5 separate regions of the Mus musculus genome follow, and regions 1, 2, 3 and 4 are each linked to region 5. Evidence: chromatin contacts called from public Hi-C, HiChIP or PLAC-seq and promoter capture Hi-C data. All regions are on one chromosome and are shown on one strand. Each heading gives the region's core, a stretch centred on a gene start, on an enhancer-like site or on the middle of the called end of the contact. The rest is flanking DNA. Distances are from core to core; before and after follow the strand shown. Region 1 holds the start of Llgl1 (LLGL1 scribble cell polarity complex component). Region 2 overlaps Epn2 (epsin 2). Region 3 holds the start of Fam83g (family with sequence similarity 83, member G). Region 4 holds the start of Grap (GRB2-related adaptor protein). Region 5 holds the start of Usp22 (ubiquitin specific peptidase 22).

Region 1 (2,700 bases), core at 155-2,654, 480 kb before region 5:
TGTTGTCTGGTGTTTGGGGTTTTTTGTTTGTTTGTTTTGTTTTTGTGACTGCAGTGTAAAATTTCTGGGGATTGGTTACTTGGGTAACCTAATAAACTTTTACTGCAGAGATGAGGGTAGAGAAAGCTGGTGCTGAGGTAGAGCATGTCCTGAGCATTTGCAAGGTTGAAATCCAACATGGGGTAGCACAAGGACTGTAGCCTAGGCCTCTGAGTTGCTTCTGATCATGACTTGTGTGGGGCTGATCTTGGTCTGTGTTGGCTGCCACTGTTTCTTCCTCTGTGCATCTGGGGTGATATCACTTTAAAATTGTGTGGTATCTGTGCCTCTCTCAGTGAGCTCTTAAAATCATTAAGCGTGTTGAGATCAGGAGGGGCCCTTTGCTGTCTAGCCAACCACTTTAGCTACAGCTCGGGAAAGAGCTGTGAGTCCTGAGCCCCAACTCCCAGGGCGGGTTGAGCAACGCTGGTCGTGGGCAGTTTGGAGGTAGCTAGGTCCCTGTTGCTGCAGTGCAGCTGCCTGAGGGTTAAGGGTCAACGCCTCCTCTCTTGACAAAGATGGGAGGACAGGGGCTTGGCCCGCTTAAACTCCTGGGATCTCTCCCAACACTGAGTCCCTCAGCTAGCAGGAAAAGGTTCAGCCTAGAGGCCATTGTCCAGAAGAGAAAAGTCTCGGGAGGTGGGTGGGACAGGAAGAAAGCGGGGGCGGGGCGCAGCTTTGTTCTCGGAGTTCCCTGTAGGGATGGGGGAAACAAGGGGAGAAGCTGTATCCAGCCCGCTCCTGTTCAGCCCTACGTGCCTGCCACCTCCTGCAGCCCTCCGCCCCTTTTCTTTGCCTCGCGTCCCTCTCAAGGATCTTCTGAGCCGGTGCAAACCGAAGTTCTTTGTGTTGGGTCATGAATAATAACTCTCAAGGAATTGAGATTTTCTTTTTTTTTTTTGAGACATAGTTTTACAATGTAGCTTTTGACTGGCCTGGAACTCAGAGAGATCTGCCTGCCTCTGCTTGCCACCTGATTGCCAGAATTAAAGTTATGCACAACCATCGCGGGCTCCTAGAGAGGGGTTCTTCGATAATAGTTGAGACAAAAAGCGTGGTGTGGAATACACACCGGAGGAATAGGCAAAGTAGTGATCCGTGAAAACTGGCCACACAAACTAGATAACAACGGCAAAGATGGGGGAAGTGGGACCGGGAGGGGCTAGAGAATTGTCCCTGGAATTATTAGAATGTTGTTAGCTCAGTCGTGAGTGGAAAACAACCTTTAGCAAACCACAGCCCAGCTTCCCACGGTTGGGACCCACCTTCGGACTACAAGTCCCAGCAGGCCCCGCACCATTGCGCATGCGTGACTGCCCCCCCCCCCCGGCGAGCCCGGCGAGCCCGGGGGCCCCGTCCTCGCCCATTGTCTGGCGAGCAAGGGGCGGCACGGCACGGCGGGCACGCTCACGTCGTGGGTCGGGCGGGCGTCCGTGGCGTCCCGCGCCTCCGTGCAGGCCCCGCCCCGCGCCTCAGGACCGGCGGGGCCGGGCGCATCCCGCGGCGGTGGCGGAGGCGGGCGCAAGATGATGAAGTTTCGGTTCCGGCGGCAGGGCGCCGACCCGCAGCGCGAGAAGCTTAAGCAGGAGCTCTTCGCCTTCCACAAGGTGCGGCGGCGGGGGCGCCGGCGGCTCAGGCGGGCCACATCGGGCCGCCTCTGCCCTGCGAGCGCCGCGCTGCTCGGGTGTGCCTGGTTGGGGTGTCGGGCTGCGCCCCGCGCCGTGCCGTGCGCTTTCGGGCTCCTGGTCTCTGAACCCCTGATATCTCTCCCGGTGTCCCTTGGGCTCAGTGGGGTCCTCCGACCTATCTGCCTTTCGCTCTTGGCCTCTTTTCTTTCATTTTTGGTGTGTAGCCCGGCTCGGCTGAGGGACATTCAGGGCCAGGTTTTGTTTTCTTTAACTCTTAGGCGGGCGAGAGAGGGAAAAGTGGGGGGTGGGGGGGCTGGGAAATCCCTGCGCCTCCACTTTTCTCACCAGGCTCTGCCCTACCTTGGGGTCCCTAGTTCAAGGGATGTGCTGGTCTGTATGCTCAACTGCATTTCAAACCTTAGTGCCTCAGTTTCCCCCGCCATGAAATGAGGCCAGTTTCCCCCTTGTGGATTCTGGATGTCCTTGCGACCCGGCCAGTTCCTGACCTTACTAAAGTTGGAGAGACGAGATACAGAAGAGACCCGGGAAAGGCCTCAGCTCCCACCTAGTCTGCACTGACCAGTATAGAGCCCCACAAGCCTAACTCTTATCTGTACTGGTGGGGCTCTGATTAGATGTTACTTTTATCCCAGAGCCTGTGTGCATCTTGCTGTTGAGGATTCGATTTCTCATTTCCATTACACACGTTAAAAAACAAACAAACAAACAAAAAAAAAAAAACTGAGGTTCAGTAGGGAGAGGGCCGCTTATCTTTCCTTGCCTTGCTGTGTGATAGCAGTGGAGTAGGAGTTTTGAAGCAGCTGCTACTGTCCTGAGTAGAACTTAGGGACCCTGGACTTCTCTTAGGAGGCACTTTCAGGGGGAGACCCTGCCATGGCTCAGTTTTTTCTTGTTGCGATCTCAGCAATGATCAGGGGGTGCCAGGCTTTACAGACACCATAACTAAAGAGCTGCCAGGAGAGGCTTCTCAGATGGGAGCCTCTTTTTGGCTCACCGTGAGGGTGTGCCCCAT
Region 2 (2,700 bases), core at 68-2,567, 350 kb after region 5:
GTCCCTGCCTCTAAGAAGAAACAAATCATTGTACCAACCTGAAGACAATAGAAAGCCAGGAGCCAGAACACAGGGCAAGAGGGGATTCTGAGAATAAGATGACCACATCTCCATAAACAGACACCCACCCCATGTCTTTAAGAAGAGTGGAGCTGGAGAGATAACTCAGCAGTTACAAGTGATTGACGCTCTTCCAGAGGATAAAATTTGATTCCCAGAACCTACATCAAGTGGCTCACAACCTGTACTGTACTTTCAGCTCCAGGGAATGCAATGCCTTCGTCTGGCTTCCACAGGCACCCCTACACTTGTGGCATACACAAACAAAGAAAAATGAAATAAATCTTTATAGATAAAGTTTCTCAGGCAGAATAAGACAATGCAAAGATTAGGAGTCTGAGAGGATAGGCTGCCTATACCTCACAGTTCAAGACCTGGAGCTTATTACCCCAGCTACCCACCACCAGTCTGGATACCTGCAACACTCCTCCTGAGCCAGCAGCATGGAGAGCCAGTGGGGACAAAGTAATCAAAACTCAGAGCTCTGAACAGAGAATGAAATAAATGCATGCTCAGCTCAAACCCTTGCCAATCCCAAATGACATAGATCATCAGGGATAAACAGTTGAACCCAAATGAGCTGTCAAGTCTCCATTCTGCAAGTAACACTGCAAGTCCAAGGTGTGTGTAACGGGGACTCTGAAAGCTGATGGGCTGAATTTAGTGCCAAATGAATAGAAACCATAGTCACAAGCAGGTAGTCCTGTAGCCAGCAGTCTGCTTCAATCACTCTGTAAAGAGAGTGCCACCCCTAACCCCTAACTCCACAGGAAAGCAGCAGACACGAGGCTGGCCCGCCGCCCTTAGGAGAGAGAAAGGGCAATGAGGCCATCACAAGGCTCTTCTATACCTTCAGGGTCTGGCATCAGTAGGTCCTGCCATGCCACACACCCAATAAATAAAGGCTTATTTAAAGCTCAAGTGAGTAGAAAGGAGAATGGAACCAAGTTCAGAGAGACAGCAGCTTCCGCCTCCTCTGTAGATCCATTCACATGGAGCCCAGTGGATAAATGAATATTCATGTGCACAGCCGGCAGTCACAGTCCATACTGGGGTCATCAAGAAGCCAGAGCACACCTGCTACCGGCAGGCGGAACTTAGGCTCAGTCCTGGCCTTGGCTCTGGTAGGTGGGTAGACTGTAAGGGTGACAAGCCAGCCAAGGCCTTCTGAATTAACAGGCTGTGAGGCCTCTTCAGACCAGGTGGCAGCTTTGTGTATCTAGAACAGAGGAGGAAGTGCCCCGCTGACCTGGCAGGCTCCAACTTCCCTCCTCTGGGCTCTTAGCATTTCCTCCCAAGGCCACTTGGCTCAGCAGTCCCCAGTGCTGCTTGGAAAGAACTGGTAATAACAGGACCCACTACAAATGGTGGCTTTCAGAAAAGCATTCCTTTCATGCAGAGAGTGGCTCTGTGCTGTGGGAAGAGACTTTAATAATTATGAGTATCCTGGGACTGAGGAGTGGCTCTTAGCCACTCAGTTTTAGCAGAGGCTAAGCAGTAAGCCCATATCACAGGCCTGCTCTGGAGCCAGCTCAGAGCTTCAAGAAGCAAAACACCTGCCTGGGTCAAGTAGCTGGGGCCAAACCCAAAGAACACAGTGACTTCAGCATCATTTTTCAATAGCACCTACACAGGACACATAGCTGCTAAAGAGCTAGTGGCCCAACCACAAAGTGCCAACCCATACCACACAAATGAGTACTACCACGGTTTCCAATGACACCTACATGGGGCACATACACAGCACAGCACAAGTTGGGAAATGTATGTGTGTCTGAGCGTAACAATACACAATGTGACCTCAATTCGGTTACACAATGTAAGGGGGAAAGAAGTGGATAGGTAGTTCAGATTTTACCAACAGCTATCTCCATGCTGGAAGGATACACTTTAACTTATCAGGGTGCACAACCTCCCAGCAATCTAAGATGTCCTACCACAAGCTCTGAGCTGGCGGGGAGAGGTGGGGAGGGGACATTTCTGGGCTTTGGTGATCTGTGTATTCCTCCAGTCACCAGTAAAAGTGTCAACTGTGTGGGAGCCGAGAGTGGGCAGGTCCACAGAGAACAGGCACAGGGACCAGCCTCAAGGAGCCGACCATGAGCAGCACCCTTGTTCAGGATAGCTTTAATCCTCACCACCATGTAAAAACAGATAGTGATCATTTGGGCTTTAGTTCAATCTTCTCTTTTGAAAATTAGATTCACAATGGCCAGGAACTAAACACAATGCAAATGTCCAATGGGAGGAGAGTGTACCATGAGTTGCCACATCCACAGGGGATACTTCTGGCCAGGAAAAGACTAAACACCTACTATATTGCAGACATGCTGCCAACAAATGAAGGCCACAGTAATGTGACTTTGCTAATAATATGATAATGTCCACATCAAACAAGTCTTCATGAACCAAGGCATAATAATAGCAAGCTGGTGGCTAGGAGTTGAGTATGGATTCTTTCTGGAGTAATGGAAACAAGTTCCATTCTACCTAGTAACAATAGTTATACAGCTCTGTGAATGTGTGGGGTTTATTGTTTTGTTTTGTTAAATATTCCAGTTTTGTTAAATAGTCGGAATGGCAAATTTCATCTCCATTTGAAGAGCAAGCAAAGGACATATCCAAACAGAGCTCTTGGTA
Region 3 (2,741 bases), core at 40-2,539, 510 kb after region 5:
CACATCTTTGTTGAGGGTACAAGACTCACACTCATCACTGCCCCTCTCTGCTCCTTGGGAATGGGAGGTAAGGAGGTGACTCAGGTGCCCGAGGTGGGCAAGAGTGCCAAGCAAGAGCAGGTATGAACCACAGTGTTCACCCAGTGTAAGGCCTGATGAGGACTTTGAGGCTAGAGGTGAAGGGTTTGAGTCTGGGGATCAGTGGTGAGGACTCCAAGGATGCTAACTAGGCTTTGAAGCTTTGAAAGCAGTGAATGCAGGGCAAGGAGGCCTTACTGGAAAATGAACAGTGAGGACATGTCTGGAGGGTACAATGTTGCCATTAGCTTGTCCTCATTAGGTTAAGGCCAGGGTCCACTGGGACTCAAACCAGCTCTATCCTGACCCAGAGATGGTAAGTAGGCTAGAAAGACAGGGCAGTATTGGCCTGGTGTCCTGAAACAAGAAGCTTCAGGAAGGAGCCCTTTGCCAAACTGCACCTGACATCCTGCCCTCAGATAAGGACCTAATGGTCTCCATCACTGGGGAACAGCCAAGAGCTGCGTTTGAGCACAGCTTGGTTCTCTCTACCCTTTTCTGGCGCAGGGTTCAGGCATGTGAGGTGCACCAGGTTCTGCTAGGTGGGATCCCAGCAAGCAGTTGGGCTCAGGACTAATCTGTATCTGGTCTGTGCACATGGAGAGCAAGAGTGTGGAAGCAGTTGGAGCTGGAGCTGGGCCTCGGCCCACGACCCAACCTTCAGTCTACAACTGGACAGCTGAGCATCCCACCCGCAAGACAGAACCGGGCCAGAGATGGACCAGGATCGCCAGCGGGACTGGGGGGCAGAGGAAGACTTCCACGAGGCTTAGAGGCAGCAAATTGTCCAGCCTTGCGCCGTCTGAGGAGATGAATCAGCTTCCGGCTCCGCCCCCGGGGCCGCACGTGACCCCAGGTGAGGGTGGCAGGGTGGGCGGGACCGCCCTTAGTCACCGGCGGTCCAGCCCGGTGCCACCACCAACGCCTGTGGTTCCTCGGGTCGTCCGGTCTGCACGGCGCCACCTGCTTGGTAAGCAAGTCCCTCCTCCGGGTTTGCGAGCCTCACTTGGGCTGGCGTCCCGGCTCTTACTCCGGACTGGGGCGAGGGTCCCCGTCAGCCCCAGCTTATTCCCAGGATTCCGAGAACCTCAGGCGGATCCCAAGACAGAGGCAGAGGACAACCGCGGCCCTGGACGGCTCTGGCTAACCTCGCCACGCCTCGCTCCGCCCACACACTACCCGCCACGCCCCTTCCTTCGCCACGCCCCCGCCCGCCCTCTGACCCCGACCGCGGTCTTTTGCTGATTCCCTCAGGTGCGGTTCTCAGAGGCGCCGAGGCCCCGGAGCCTGAGAGCGCGGTGCCCGTCGGGCCGCGTTCCCACAGCGAGGGCCACCATGGCCTTCTCCCAGGTGCAGTGTCTGGACGACAACCACGTGAACTGGCGATCCAGCGAGTCGAAGCCCGAGTTCTTCTACAGCGAGGAGCAGAGGCTGGCCCTGGAGGCCCTGGTGGCCCGGGGTCGCGACGCCTTCTACGAGGTGCTGAAGCGCGAGAACATCCGCGACTTTCTTTCGGAGCTGGAGCTTTCGCGTATCGTGGAGGCCATCGAGGTGTACGACCCGGGCTCTGAGGACCCGCGGGTCTCGGGCCGCCGCCCCGAACCCCAGGACAACGGAGGCGCGGATGCCAGCGAGGAGACCAGTGCGGCGGGCGGGCCCCCAGCCACGGAGACGCTGCCCTCGCTGGAGTATTGGCCCCAGAAGTCGGACCGCTCCATCCCGCAGCTGGACCTGGGCTGGCCTGACACCATTGCCTACCGAGGTGTGACCCGGGCCAGCGTCTACATGCAGCCACCCATCGACGGGCAGCCGCACATCAAGGAAGTGGTGCGCAAGATGGTCAGCCAGGCGCAGAAGGTGAGGCGCCACGGCGAGACCCCCATTCACCCAGCACGCATGGGCACCGAGACAGCCCCTGGACCTCTGACTGGCCTCTCGGTTGCCTCCTCCGGTGATCAGAAGCTGAATGTCCACTCCCTCTAGCAGGTGGCACTGGGCTTCCAGGCTGAGTGGGCTTCTGTGCCCTCCTGGAGTGTTTCTGAGTTCCCCAAATGCAAACCATGAGCTGTGTGGGAGGAATGCGGCCTTTCTCTCACCCACTCTCCCTTATCTCGTCTCAGACCCAGGAGCAGATAGAAGCTTGCACACATACATGAGCTTGCTGGCAGGGGTCTCGGGAGAGACGTGGAGGCTGGTCTGGAGCCCTGAGGAAATCTGCCTGCTTCCTAGCTGTGCTGTGTGGCTGGTGGTGGTTCTCCAAGCTTTTCTCTGAGTGCTACAGTAGCAGCAGCTGTCCAGGCCAGAGCAGGTGGTACCTATTGAAGGTTTTCACCAGTGGAAGAGGTGAGGGTATTTACTTAGGTTGTGGTTTGCCATCAAGAGGCTCTTCAGGCCTTGTGTGGATTCCCTTAGCTGACAGCCGTTGACTGGGCTGCACAGTGCCCGGCTTTGGGTGACTGCTCCATACTGACACACACACATCTTGAGAAGCTGTGTACAATGCTTGTACAGACAGTCAAACCATAGCTGGGTGGCCATGAATGAGCAGAGGTGTGCCTGATTTGACAGGCAAGGTAGCCCAGCAAGTTGCGATATATCTAGAGCAGGTCTGTCTTCAGGTGGTAGTGAGAGTGTTCCTACCTGGGTCTGACCCCTTCACTGTC
Region 4 (2,700 bases), core at 124-2,623, 480 kb after region 5:
AGCACTTGGGAGGCAGAGGCAGGAGGATTTTTGAGTTCGAGGCCAGCCTGGTCTACAAAGTGAGTTCCAGGACAGCCAGAGCTACACAGAGAAAACCCTGTCTCGAAAAACTAACTAACTAACTAAATAAATAATAAAAAATAATTTAGAAATAAAACTAAAAATAAGTAAATAAATGAAATAAAATAAAATAAAAATCTGGCTTCATCTGGATCCATCTGGTACCCATCCCACAGCCTGGGTTCTTTAGCTGTCCCTGTGTGTTTGGAGAATACTGGCTCTCTGTGGTTCCATGTGGTTGCAAATGTATAGCTGTGTTTCTCCGTGTTGTGCTTTACCCCCTAGTACTCACCAGACTGCTGTCTGCATCAGTGTCACAGCCTTCCCTTAACAATCGCAGAGCTGTAATGCCTTCAGACCACAAGCTACAGAAAGCTCAGGTGGTACTCGATGTTTAAAGCACAACAGGGGCCTTATTAGTGAGGTTTTCATAGGTGAATAGGAGCTTCCTGGGCAAGTAGGAAAAGGTGGTGTGCCCACCACAATGGCTCTCCAGCCTGGAGTTTGCTTGTAGTGGAATACCCAAAAGGGTACATGAGGGAGCTGTGTGGAGCAGGTGAGAGGAGACGGTTGGAAGTGTCTTGAACGTAGGCTGGAATTTGGGTTTGAGGTGGTGGGTGCTTAGGAATCTCGCTACAGGTATCAGCAGTTGTCCTGCTTAGTTGTTTTGTTTGTTTGTTTTTTTGTTTGTTTGGTTTTTTGTTGTTGTTGTTGTTTTCAACTTGACACAAGCCAGAGGCAGCTTGAGTTGAGAATTGGCTTGTGGACAAGTCTGTGGGGACGTTTTCCTGACTAATGACTGGTGTGGATGAGTCTGGTTCTCTGTGGGAAGTTCCACCCCTGGGCAGATGCTCTGGGTGTATAAGAAAGTTGGCTGAGCAAGCCATGGGAAGCAAGCCAGTAAGCAGTGTCCCTCCGTGGTCTCTGCTTCAGTTCCTGCCTCCAGGTTCTTGCCTTGGCTTTCCTGATAGACTATAATCTAAGCCAAATAAACCTTTTCCTCCCAAGTCACTTTTGGTTTTGGTGTTTTTCACAGCAATAGAAACTCCATTTAAAACAGATAAGAAATGTGAAGGCTGAGAGACAGAGGCCAAGCACGAGACAGCTCTGCATCGTCCTAATGGGGACTCCCCCACAGCCAAAGTGGGTTTATGAGCACACCCTCTCTGAGCTATGACAAGGGTGACATGTCTTTGCTTCCTGTTTCTCCCCCATCAAGGGCAGTTTCCGGCTGCAGCTTCAAAAGAACAAATACTCAAAACAAAGGAAGTGGTCCTCTCCTGCAGGAAGCAGGAAGCTGTAGCTGCTGGGTCCTCGGCTGAAGCCCAGGGACAGTGGGATGGAGTCCGTGGCCCTGTACAGCTTCCAGGCTACCGAGAGTGACGAGCTGGCCTTCAACAAGGGGGACACGCTTAAGGTACAGAAGGCTGGAGCTGGGCTGAGTGGGCCAACAGGGTTGGTAGGGTTAGAACCAGCACCTCAGAGAGTCCTGGGAGTCTGGGCTGTGAGGGACAGGCTCAGGTTAGCTGCCTCTACCCTCTTCAGTTTCCTCATTTAGGAAAGTGGAATAGTATTTATTACTGATCCTTCCTTTGGGGTCATTTGAGAGTCTGAGGCCACAGAGTCTGGTGGGAGTTGCCTAAATCCCACTGTTTTCTAGGGTTTTGTTTGTTTGTTTTTAAAGAAAAGTTTAATAGACAAATTTTGAGATCAGTAACACAGAGAGAAACAGAGAGACACAGAGGTAGAAATCGTGTGTGTGTGTAAGAGTGTGTGTATGTGTGTGTGTGTGTGTGTGAGAGAGAGAGAGAGAGAGAGAGAGAGACAGAGAGAGACAGAGAGACAGAGAGAGAGTCTAAAATAAGCAGACATTCTAACTTAATTGGGCTAAAATAGCTGAGATTAAGCTGTATTGATGGGAAAGGAGAAATAGAACGCTATACTTCATTTGTTCTCACCTGAGCCACTTTCACTCACAGTGGTTGTCTTCCAAGTCATTAGACACACGAGTGTGTGAAATCTCTACCGGGGATGCCCTTACTTAGAAGTTTGCATATGACAGGAGAGCTGAGGGGGCACAGGAGAGTGGCCATGCTGAACCATGGACACTGGAATGCTAGTGGCCCATCCTGTGCCCTCCACTGCCCCTATTGTGACCCCCTGGAGCAACAGACACAGGGCTAGATGGCTACCACCCTGAGCCCTGGCTCGAAGATTCAAGCACGGAGACAGACTCTTTAGAGCTATCCTGTACATGGGTCCCAGGCTCAGTGTGGATCTCCTGGCTGTGGAAGACCATGGCTTGGCTGCAGTGAGCGAGGCTCAGCAAGGTGTCTGTACGTGTGTAGTGTAGTGTAGTGTAGTGTAGTGTAGTGTAGTGTAGTGTAGTGTAGTGTAGTGTAGTGTAGTGTAGTGTGAGCCAATCTCCATTGCTTTAATTCTTGAGCCTTTCTTTGTTCGGTCCCCTGGGTGTCTAAAGCTCTAAGCTGGGGTCCTAAAGCAACCACATACCTTTGTGCACCCCCTTCTTCAAGCTAAGGTGCTGGTGTATCTACCTAAGTTGTTGGCTCTGGGTCCTATGCACACTCAACCAGTTTGGCCTCAGAAAGACCTGGGGTGGGAGACTGTCCAGATCCAAGT
Region 5 (2,700 bases), core at 4-2,503:
AAAAAAGAAAAAAGAAAAGAACGCCAAGGGCTATAGAGAGAAGTCCTGCCTCGAGAAACTAAAGAGGGAGAGTTTGATGCTTAACATGAAACACCCAGCAGATTTGTCAGTTCTCCCGTTATAAAATGCTACTCAAGATAGAAACAATCAAAATTTTCTATTCCACTTTTCACCTTCAAAATCAAATTGTAATTATGAAGTTTTTTTTAAATTAGAAAATAATGTTTTCCCATCTCCAAATCACTAATAAAATCATCATAGTTGCTGAGATTTACAGGACCCAAAACAACAAAATAGCCACTCTCGAAGGCTGCGGTTGTCAATCACCTCCTACGTCCTAAAAATCTCGCTTCTCAACTCGAGTGCGCGGAGGCCCTGCCAGCCTCAGGTGTCCGCGAAGGGTCTCAGCCCCGGGAACGAGCTGTTATCCACGGAACTACCCTGCAGACCCCAGGCCCCCACCACTACCTTTACAGACAAATACTCCTCAATGGAATGTCCAGACAGATCTTCCTCCTCCTACTCAGATACCCCTCCCCCTCCCATCGTGGGTTCCACCGCCACACTCCCAACAGCGTCCACTAGGTGGTCCCTGGACCCCTCCCAGCACCGTGATGCTTCCTCTAGCCCCCTCCCTGCACCACGACGCTTCCTCTAGCCCCCTCCCCACGTTGCGAGGTTCTCCTTAGTCCCCCTTCCTGCACCGGGATGCTTCCTCTAGCCCCTTCCCTGCACCGCGAGGCTTCGCCTTGCCCATTCCTCGGCCCCACCCCCTCACGGCAAGGCTTCCCCTCACGCCCTCCCCGCAAGGCCAGGCTCCCTCCCCACGACTACCAGGCTTCCCCTCTCCCTCTCCCACCTACACTCCCCGCTTCCCAGCCCGCAGAGCGGCGCAAGCCTTGGGCTCACCTTGCGCTTGCGAGCCTCGGCAGTTCCGCTCCACACGAAGCACTGGTAGATGGCCCGCAGGTTTTGCTTCCAGTTGTCCACCTTGAAGCTGCCCAGGTGCGAGCAGCCAGGCGGCGGTACCGCCAGCTCAGCGTCCATGGCCTCGACCTCAGGCTCCGGCCTGGCCACCATGGCGGGCAAGGCCCGGGCGCGCGGGGCAGGCGGCGACGGGGGCGAGGACGACGCCAGGGCGGCGAGAACAAAGCTGGGGGACAAAGACCGCGTTGAGAACTCAGGCAGGCTACAGCAGCACCCACCGCACGCGCAGCACCCTCTGACTTCGAGGAGGGCGGGGCGAGGCTGGGCGGGACAGGGCGGAGCTGTCCGCGGGAAAGGATAACGTCACCCAGGCCGGCGGCCTTAGTGCGCAGGCTCCGCTGCTCTAGACCCCGCCTATCAGCCCTCCTCTCGCCCGCTGGCTCCAGAGAAAAGCCGAAGGCCTCGGGTTGGGTCAACAGGGTCCCGCCCTCGCGTCACACCATTGGTGGTTTGCCGGTCTAAGACACGGTCTGCGCCTATTATAGGCTTTCGAACCGCCTCCGGAGACGCCAGCGATTTGACGTTTCGAGTCTCTCCTTGGAAGGCGGGGCGTGCTGAGGATTGGGTAAAACTGAGTGTCAGTCAGGCCACTGAACCGGTTTGCACCGGCCTGAGCTCTGCCGCAAAGAGGCGGGGCGACGGAGGGGTGGGGCAGGGTAGGGCCTGCGTCTGCGAGTTCTCTGAAAGGAGGGTTTCTAGGTTCTGTTTGTTGGTCCTTGGAGTTCCTAGTGTGGGCGTTTCTGCAGAGACTGCCATCTTGGCGACTGTGTTGGGTACCGCAATGCCACAGCTGGAGATTGGGCGTGGCAAGAATACAGATCTTCCCTTCCCTAGGATATTATTCAGCGTTATCCTATTGAACTAGAATGCCAACTGGTATACGAATTTTTTTAGTGGCTACATTTTGTACAATATTTTGCACCAAGAAAGATAAAATTAATTTTAACAAGCAGTCAAATAAAGACAGAATATCAAGTCAAATTTTTACATTGGCTTTGAAATATCGTGTTATACAGGTTTGGTATAGCAATTCAATTTGTACTAGCCACATTACACTCTATTATTAAGTAGGAACAGTATAGAGCTATGATGCATTTAGCTCTCCTATCTGAGGGTTACACAGATGTGCAGCAAACCAACTCAGAAGAGAAAATATTGATCTTCTGCCCTACAAATTGTATATACCGAGTAAATAGACACCTCTCTCCTGTTATACCTTAAACAGGATAACAGCTAGGTGTCAAACTCAGGCAGACAGGTACCCATGATGTGGAGCAGTGAAATAATTCTCCAAGACAGAAAAGGCAGAAGAAGTAGAGAGTTCATCGGTGTACTGCAGTAACAGCAGCTAGCAGACAAGACAGCCGAGAAAAATTGCCGACAGGCATTTTGATGTCATGGTTCCGAGGAGCAATTGCAGTTGTGGCTTGTCCAATGAGTACCAGCTTGGTCTTAGAGCAGTGATGGTCGTATTCAGGCTTAGATATGGCTTAGCATGCTATCTTAGTTGGCATTTGAGTATCACCCAGAGAGGAGTTACAGCATAGAGAAGGGGGTGGGTGGGGGTTGGTGTGTCTGTGTATATGAATATTTTGGGAGCTACTCAGGTTGAGGCAGGAGGATCATTTGAGCCCGGAGTTTGTGGTCAGCCAGAGCAAATAGTGAGACTCATAGTAAAAAGAGGAAGGGGTGGGGTGGGGAAGCTGGTAAGAT

The links. Promoter capture Hi-C pulls out the DNA fragments that hold promoters and counts their contacts. Hi-C and Micro-C count contacts between places; a contact is called where the count stands out from the background. HiChIP or PLAC-seq counts read pairs in DNA pulled down with a chosen protein or histone mark.
Region 1: a contact with region 5 is called in a Hi-C map of B cells, with 5 read pairs. The contact joins the promoter of Llgl1 here to the promoter of Usp22 in region 5. A contact is called at or near these places in 2 of 484 Hi-C or Micro-C datasets (B cells and embryonic stem cells), 5 of 115 datasets of contacts at active chromatin or transcription factors (bone marrow-derived macrophages, embryonic stem cells, extraembryonic endoderm stem cells and 2 more) and 1 of 9 other capture datasets (adipose tissue).
Region 2: a contact with region 5 is called in an H3K27ac HiChIP or PLAC-seq map of embryonic stem cells, with 2.8 times the contacts expected there. The contact joins the enhancer-like site here to the promoter of Usp22 in region 5. A contact is called at or near these places in 2 of 39 promoter capture datasets (cranial neural crest and frontonasal cranial neural crest), 5 of 115 datasets of contacts at active chromatin or transcription factors (embryonic forebrain, embryonic hindbrain, embryonic stem cells and 1 more) and 1 of 9 other capture datasets (embryonic stem cells).
Region 3: an H3K27ac HiChIP or PLAC-seq map of extraembryonic endoderm stem cells shows a contact between it and region 5, with 5 times the contacts expected there. The contact joins the promoter of Fam83g here to the promoter of Usp22 in region 5. A contact is called at or near these places in 5 of 39 promoter capture datasets (3T3-L1-derived adipocytes, cranial neural crest, embryonic stem cells and 2 more), 1 of 484 Hi-C or Micro-C datasets (embryonic stem cells), 7 of 115 datasets of contacts at active chromatin or transcription factors (embryonic basal ganglia, embryonic forebrain, embryonic limb bud and 4 more) and 1 of 9 other capture datasets (embryonic stem cells).
Region 4: a contact with region 5 is called in a promoter capture Hi-C map of neural stem cells. The contact joins the promoter of Grap here to the promoter of Usp22 in region 5. A contact is called at or near these places in 9 of 39 promoter capture datasets (the 3T3-L1 cell line, the HPC-7 cell line, cranial neural crest and 4 more), 6 of 115 datasets of contacts at active chromatin or transcription factors (the NIH/3T3 cell line, craniofacial prominence, embryonic forebrain and 3 more) and 2 of 9 other capture datasets (adipose tissue and embryonic stem cells).

Annotation. Positions count from the first base shown.
Region 1 is chr11:60,698,296-60,700,995 of GRCm38.p6, forward strand. Llgl1 (LLGL1 scribble cell polarity complex component) reads left to right here and starts at 1,405. Exons shown (of 21, transcript NM_001159404.2): 1 at 1,405-1,646. The coding sequence starts at 1,566.
Region 2 is chr11:61,528,229-61,530,928 of GRCm38.p6, forward strand. The region is part of intron 7 of Epn2 (epsin 2); the gene reads right to left. Among named protein-coding and RNA genes, the nearest start is that of B9d1, 24 kb to the left of the region's middle. Within about 2 kb of position 1,318, at least 55 of the 459 cell types and tissues checked have an H3K27ac peak or open chromatin away from gene starts, as enhancers often do. A contact at or near this core is called in embryonic stem cells, where this site is marked.
Region 3 is chr11:61,683,121-61,685,861 of GRCm38.p6, forward strand. Fam83g (family with sequence similarity 83, member G) reads left to right here and starts at 1,290. Exons shown (of 5, transcript NM_178618.3): 1 at 1,290-1,935. The coding sequence starts at 1,414. All of the region lies in intron 9 of Slc5a10 (solute carrier family 5 (sodium/glucose cotransporter), member 10), which reads right to left.
Region 4 is chr11:61,651,948-61,654,647 of GRCm38.p6, forward strand. Grap (GRB2-related adaptor protein) reads left to right here and starts at 1,374. Exons shown (of 5, transcript NM_027817.3): 1 at 1,374-1,477. The coding sequence starts at 1,400.
Region 5 is chr11:61,173,806-61,176,505 of GRCm38.p6, forward strand. Usp22 (ubiquitin specific peptidase 22) reads right to left here and starts at 1,254. Exons shown (of 13, transcript NM_001004143.4): 1 at 910-1,254. The coding sequence starts at 1,080.